Regions from separate parts of the Oryza sativa genome. Here region 2 is linked to region 1. The links are chromatin contacts, called in public ChIA-PET maps. All regions are on one chromosome and are shown on one strand. Each heading gives the region's core, a stretch centred on a gene start, on an enhancer-like site or on the middle of the called end of the contact. The rest is flanking DNA. Distances are from core to core; before and after follow the strand shown. Region 1 holds the start of LOC9267479. Region 2 holds the start of LOC4337164.

The links. ChIA-PET counts read pairs in DNA pulled down with a chosen protein or histone mark.
Region 2: a contact with region 1 is called in an RNA polymerase II ChIA-PET map of leaf, with 5 times the contacts expected there. The contact joins the promoter of LOC4337164 here to the promoter of LOC9267479 in region 1. A contact is called at or near these places in 2 of 4 datasets of contacts at active chromatin or transcription factors (leaf and seedling).

Annotation. Positions count from the first base shown.
Region 1 is chr4:32,984,106-32,987,948 of ASM3414082v1, reverse strand. LOC9267479 reads right to left here and starts at 1,734. Exons shown (of 2, transcript XM_015778052.3): 1 at 1,403-1,734; 2 at 816-1,188. The coding sequence starts at 1,499. The coding sequence ends at 1,037. It overlaps LOC136356343 (a long non-coding RNA gene), which reads left to right. Exons shown (of 2, transcript XR_010741074.1): 1 at 1-160; 2 at 2,162-2,402.
Region 2 is chr4:33,078,592-33,082,307 of ASM3414082v1, reverse strand. It overlaps LOC4337164, which reads right to left and starts at 1,364. Exons shown (of 22, transcript XM_066309487.1): 1 at 852-1,364; 2 at 688-732; 3 at 555-593; 4 at 133-303. The coding sequence starts at 1,244.

The sequences.
Region 1 (3,843 bases), core at 485-2,984:
TCTGTTATTTTGGTTGGTGTTGCAGTGGTGATGATCACATAAAAAAGTTGAGGCCAGGAGTTGCAACAGTTATTGGCAATGGATAGGACTGTTCTTCTCCAGAAATCATCTACTGGCGGTCACCATGGCCAAGTTGCCCCCTGCTGCGCTACACACCCAGGTTAAAAGGCTTACCACTGCTGCAAAAGGCAGGGCACATTATTTCTGATGCATGTGAACAAGCAGAGCACCAGGTCCAGATGTAAAGAACTGGGCCCAAATGATCCTTTAGCTCATAAGTCATTATCAATAGTACAGTTCAGTAGCCATCCAGATAATAATCTGATCGAGTGATAGCAATGACACACTCTCTAAGGTCCTCTCTAAGATTACGTTCTTTTCTTCAACAAAAATTGGATAAACTTTTAGATACCCGTGACACGCTTTTCAAACTGCTAAACATTGCGTTTCATGCGAAATCTTTCTATATAAAAGTTGTTCTAAAATATCATATTAATCTATTTTTCAAGTTTGTAATAATTAAAACTCAATTAATCACATGTTATTATCATATCGTTTTGCGTGAAACATTTAATATTTGTGTTCATCTTCAGAAGATTCAAACACCCCCTTAGTCTCTTTGAAGAAATCTCTCTCCATTGTACGACCAAAGAGCATTGCCTTCACTTTGGTTTCTTTAATTGTGTGTTATGGTATTATTGGGGCACATCGTGTGTGATGATAGTGCGTAGGTATCTCGTGTAATATTTTAGAAAAACATTATTTACATGAGCTTTGAGAAGCATAAAGTAGCTTGCCATCCAAAGAAAAAGATATAGCATGAAGAAGAGGTTCATCAAATTACTACTGGTAATCATGAACCATGCATGATGACAAGTACATCAGAGAAACACACTGGAACAGAGAGGAACTCAGTGAGGTTGAGATACACAAGCAAACAATAGTAGTAACACAGCACGCTCACAATCATATAAACTACTAGTAGTACTTGAGAACTCAAGGGGACACAGTTGTTCAGTTCATCAAATCATCCCCTCTAGATACCGGCCGCATTGATCCCTGGCTGTTTCCCGCCTGACACGGAGGGATCTACGCCTCTTGATCTGATCTCATTGCGCTGTACAATCACAACCTCTTCGCTGCTTACTGCAACCTCTTCAGATGCCAACTTGCTGGGCTCATCTACACCTGCAGAAACAGCAAACAAAACCTTCACGTCATTAGCATTCATGCAGCATCAGTAAATCTTCACAGGTCGATTCACATATGCAGCCTCAATCCTTTTATCTGAAAATATCAGGTTCTTGAGTTTCTTCAGAGATTTATTGCCTTCAGTCGCTCTACTCCCTTTATCAGCATGGGGTTTTCAGTTCAGTTTTTCAGAGCGGCAAGCTTTGCTTACCTGCAGCGACGTCCTTGTCCTCGCCGCGTCCGTAGCCGGTGACGCGCTCGACGAGGCCGAAGAACATGTCCTTGAGCTGCGCCGCGTAGCTGGCCATGGGAGCTGCCACAAGCTGAACTACAGCTACTACTGCTACCTCTCCTCAAACGCTCACTGCACTGCACTGCACAGCAAGAGCTACTACTGCAACTGCAACCAAGTGAGCTCGTCGCCTTCGTTGCGCTGCTTCGAGTGAGTGAAGTGAGTGAGTCCTCTCGCCGTCACCGGGCGCCCCATTTATACGCGGCTGGAGCCACCGAACTCGCAAGCTTTAGCCAGCCAAGGCGAGGCCCACGCGCGTGCAAGGATATTCAGAACAAGTTCAGTTAACTTTTTATGTTTTCGTCTGAATTCAGATCCGCGCGACGGAATCAGAATTTCTCGGTCACCCCGCATGTGTATCATATGGTTGGGCGACGCGAGCACGCAGATCTAATGACATTCTCTGTTGCATTATCTTATTCGTTCAAAGAGACATTGCAAGACTGACACTATTAAAGAAAGAGAGAAAAGAATAGGAGGAAATGGAAAAGGAGGAAGAGGTGGAGAGTAACTAAATGTTAACCATATATCCCCTCTATGATACGATGTCTGTGGCATGCAGGCTAATACTATAATCAAGCGTGATTAATTAATTAGTAGTATTGCTCGCCTTGATAATTTTTGGTTGTTAATCTGATCGTCTCACGATTTCCTCGATCGGCTTGCTTTTGGACGCAGGGATGAGGAGGCCCGGAACAGCCAAGGAAAGCTCGTAATTCCACATGCGCGACACGCATGCATATCGATCAGTGGTGGAGGCCCAGGCGAGGAGCGACCAGAGCAGCATGTGGGTGGTGCATGATGTATGCATGGTCCATGCATGCACGGATTATGATAGATGATGGTATCTGCATGTTCGTCGTTACGACTGGAACACTCGATCGATATACGCTTTATAATACATGAAACTCGCACTTCACTGTCTTGTGCGGTTCGTTTTTTTTTAAAAAAAAAAGTATATGTGTCCTCCTATCCGCTGATGGGTTGTTGCTCGTTTGTGCTACAAAGCGTACACTCGTACATACTTATTCTTTTCTAAAGAAAGGTCTATATATGTACATATATACAGCAGGGGTTGCATGAAAATGGGATATTATTGTACATGAGAATAACTGTAGGATCCGAGCCCACATATCAACATATGATGGTTTTTTTAAGTCCGTCAATTTTACGGTGTTACCAAGCAAAATGATCTGGATATATGATATTTGATATTATTTTTTTGACGGTGTTTGAGATGCAACTTTAATAACAAGTTTTTATTAGAATTAAGGATAAAAATCTGATAATTTCATGAGATTGTGGAAACCCATTTCAAGATAGATCTGCAGAACACTTACAAGTTTTAAATTTTAAATTCATTAACAGTTTAAGTGAATATTGTTAAAGGCTTGCTCAATTGTCTAGTCTTCAATTTACATGTCGTAGCTAAAATTTAAATTTTAAAACTTATTCCCTCTATTCAATTTTAAATGCAATCATGATTTTCCGTGCACAACTTTTAACCATCCGTGCACAACGAGACAGAGGGAGTATAATGATCAGATAGCAGCTTAGTGCTAGAGTACTACTTGTAGTATCATATATATGTCGCCCAGTTTGATTTCATTTTTCCAGTGAGTCTTTGTCTGATCTGAAATGGCTCATACATTTTGTGATGCTCGTGGTCACAGAAATTTTATACTTCCACGTCTCGGTAGGGAAAAACAACTTTACTCAAATTTTGATGTAATCACGGACGTTACAGAAAAACAGCACACACTCATATGCACTCCTGGAGTTACAAAAGGAACCCAGTGACAAAAAAAATCATCAAATTTAATTACAACGCGAAGAGGAATAAAGTACTCGCACACATCAAATTTAATTACTACTACTTCGTATTAGAAAATCACCAAGGCAAAGCAACGGCATCATATCATTTCAGTGCAGCGTTGATTAGTTGTTCGGTGGCTTTTCTCCTCCAGACACATTAGGATCTCTTGATCTAATCTCGACGCGCTGCAAAAGTAACGGAATTAATCCTGTGAGATGAGCACAATGGTGCCAGTGGATTTGCACTACGACTGTAAAATTAATCAGGCAGTCTGAGAAATTAACAGGGGCATCCTACCTGCACAGTTGACAGCTTGGTGGGTTCCTTGACGCCCTTGTCTCCGGCGCCGCGGCCGCAGCCGGCGACGCGCTCGACGAGGCCGAGAAACCTGTCCTTGAGCTGAGCAGCGAACTTGGCCATGGGAGTTAGCTTGCTTGCTTGCTTCGATCTGGAGCTCGCAAAATTCAGTGTTTGCTGAGCTAGCTAGCTGCTGCTGATCAGTAGCTGGCTCGCTGCTTGCTTTGCCTGCTTGCTGGATGCCTGG
Region 2 (3,716 bases), core at 115-2,614, 95 kb before region 1:
TGCAGCTGACAGGAGACAAGCACACAAGTTTGGTCTGTTTATACAGTTCAAAGTGCAAACAGGTAATCACAAAGTTGCTGAAGAGGTAGATCGAATCTTCAAGACATTACAAAAAAAATAAAACAAACATACCTGCCCAAGAGATGCAGCAGCAACAGGCTCTGGTGATATCTCTGAGAAAATCATGTCCAGTGGCAACCCAAGCTCTGTTTCTATAATGTTAAAAGCAACCTCAGTTGAAAATGGTGCTATACGGTCTTGAAGTAGTGAAAGTTCGTCAAGGTACGCAGGTGGAATCACATCCTGCAACAAATGAGACAGGAGGTGTCCATGGCCCACCAATCATTTAGTAGCAAGAGAATAGCCACTGAGTTGTCTAAACTAGCAACTGATATATTATGCAAGCAGAATAGCACATTCATGCTCCAATAAATGTGACTGTTAAATGGTGCATGACTAACCATTTGCCAGATAACAATTCATCAAAATCATAAGCTAAAGCTCTAAAATAGAAGTGATGAAAATGCAACGACTACTTGGCTGCTGAGGCTCACCGGTCGCGATGAAACTGCCTGTGCAATCTTCACAAATGTCTGCCATCAAAGAGCAGAATGACATACCCATCAATCATCATAACGGTACACGAACGAGCCCATATGTACACAGTACAGGCAAACGGAAGCATACCGGGCCAAGTTCCAATAGTATTCGCCTGAGTTGAGCAGCCCTGATCTGCAGCATCAGCACCGACCAATGCAAAATCAGCTCACGAACAACCCCCCAAAAATGTAGGAATTTAATCAAACAGCAAGCGTGCACGAGATCAAAAGCAAACGTAAAGCATGGCGGACCTCGAACATGTCGTCGGAGCGCTCGTTGACGCGGTCGAGGTATCGCAGCGTAAACCATCGGCCGAAGGAGGTGCCAATCTGCAGTGCCCGCCGGACCACGAGGAGCGGCCTGCGGCGGTAGACGGCGCCGATGCCGGCGAGATCGTAAGCCGTGGGGAGCTCCCCCTCGGTCGCCGCGCCCTCCTCGAAGAGGTACCCGGAGCACCTGGTGAACGCGTCCTCGTCGGAGCTACCAACGCTGTAGATCGCGGCGGAGGCGGAGGCGGAGGCGAGCGGAGGAAGAGGAGGCCGCCGACGACGACGACGACGGCGAGGCGGTGGGACCCGGACGGCGGGCTCGAATCGCCTCGCCGGAGCTGGAGCGGGGAGCGGACGCGGATGGAGCAGAAGCATCTGGAAACGTGGGGATCTCAGGGACTCGAAATTTCGAATGGGGAATCGAGGATTGAAGAGTTTGAGAGCGGATGAACCGGGGAGAAGTGGAAGCTGGAGGGGATTAGCCGATTAGGCGCCAAAAAGAGAGTGGTGGTGGTTTCTAATGGCGTGATTTATTGTGGCGCACCATTTTCCAGGGGGTTCAAAACGCAAAATATCTACTCCCCAACGTGCGGCTCAGATCTTATAGCGAATGCATCGCAAGAGATCACCGGAGGCGCAGCGCGTGACACGTTGACTCAGATCTTGTAGCGAACGCATCGCAAGAGCACCGGAGGCGCAGCGCGTGACACGTTGACAGGAGCTATCGGCGCACAGAATCCAAACCACATTTGAGCCAACTATGAGCTTTTTATAGCTTATCTTATAGTTAGCATGACTATAATAAAGTTATCTCTATTTTTCTTCTCTTCTTATCTATCCACTTAAGTATTTATCTTTGAAAGTTGTGAATAACTAACTCTTGCGTGAGAGCTAATACTCTTCATTTTACAAATTCTCTCTTCTCCACATAAGCTTAATGTATTCATTTTGAAAGTTGTTTTTTTGGTAAGTTGTGACAGATATCACTGCGAGAGCTCACCACGCTCGAGATAAAGAACCGATGTCTCCTTCACCTCTAGCGAGTCCACGGGCGATGTTTGTCTCGCCCACTGGGGCTTCAGGCTCTCCACCCGCCACTCCGCCTCCTTCTCCTCCTCCTTCACGAGCAAGGGAAGATGAAAGCCTTCCTACTCCTCCTACTGCTCAGGCTCGGCCACCGCCACGGTGCTTGATTCAATCTCAAACCCTAATAATCCATAACACTAAAACAGATAGGAAGGAATGAATGGAAAGGGTTGGGTTGGGCTTGGTCTTGGGCTGGGGTTTTGGGGAGGGTGGTTGTATGGGCCGTAGATGTTAACTTGGGCAACAATTACATATCCACTTTTAAGGGAGTGTATTGTGATGTATTCCCATTCTTTTTAAATGTCTTATAAAATTGTTAGTACTGTTTTTTTTCTTTGAGAAACACAATACAAATGCAGACACTCACAATGAACGCATACTCATCCTAATGAACGCACACACGAACACTCTACCCCTATAAGCATATACGGAAGACTAGGATGTCATATCTTAGGATTGACGAAGACACCATGGGCACCTCGCTGTTGTATTTGTTGACAAATACAACAAGTATTTGGGTTAACGCATGATCGGCTAGTATTGCCGATACATAATAGCCGGTGCGTTTGCATCGCCTTGAGATGGCCGATATTGTTATATCGCCCTTAGTTGTTTTGTTGTAATCGGTTGAGGTTTGCCGATGTACATTGGCCGATATTGTTATATCACCCTTAGTTGTTTCATATTTTTATCAATGCTCTTGACATTGTAAAACTAGGGGGGCATATATATATATATATATATATATATATATATATATATATATATATATATATATATATATATATATCACAATACAGTACAAAATTTTTGGCAAAATTTTTGAGCACAACTTATATGTCATATTAATCGGAATGTTTTAGCCGATTACAAAATTATTGAGATAAGTATTGCTGGATAGCCGATATGGCTCTCTGCCTAATTTGTTCTACTTCTTCTATAGCTTGGGCATCTTGAGCATCGGTTCCAGGAATGACCTTCAGAGATTTGGTCATATCAGCAACATTCTTGATAGCCGATTTTAACTTTGCTTTTTGTTCTTCGATAGATTGTGGGAGATCGGCTAACTTCTTGTGCTCTAAATCCAGTTCGGCATTGCATTCTTGAAGTTGTGCTAAGAGTTCAATCTTGCGAGCTTCAAGCCGGTCAATATTGGATTTGATCGGGCCTTCAGATAATTGATCGAGTTTGGCTTTTTCTTCATGAACAAGTTGCCGATTAGCCTAGATTGTTGCTTCAATGTCTTTGTGCTCTCGATGTTCGGCTAATCTCAGCTTGGCCTTTTCCAGTTTAAATTGATGTTGTTCAAGATAAACAGCTGGAGTAAGGATATCGGCTAACTTATCTGGGATTTGAGTTTGGACCTCATGAAGACGAGTCCTAATTGATCCGCAGTCGACTACTAGGCTGTCTAGTGATGATGTCTCTAGCCAATGAGAGATGTCTTCAAGAGTTTTCTTTACGTCATCAGAGAAAGGAGCTAGAGCTTTGCTAGTAGTGTCAACCTCTGTCTCTTCATCAAGATAATCTCTGATATCAAAAGAGAAAAGATCGGCTAAGACCTGCAGTGATGATTTAAAGAGAGTTAGAGATCAAATAGGCATAGCCGATCTGCATATGTTGGTTATAAGAAATTTACTGGGATAGCCGGAGCAGTTGGTTGAACTTCTTCTTCTATGTGATGACTCCCTACAGCCGATGGGGTCCGATCGCTTGATGATTGTTGAATAGGAGGAGGAGGGGAAGGAGGCTGAAAATAGA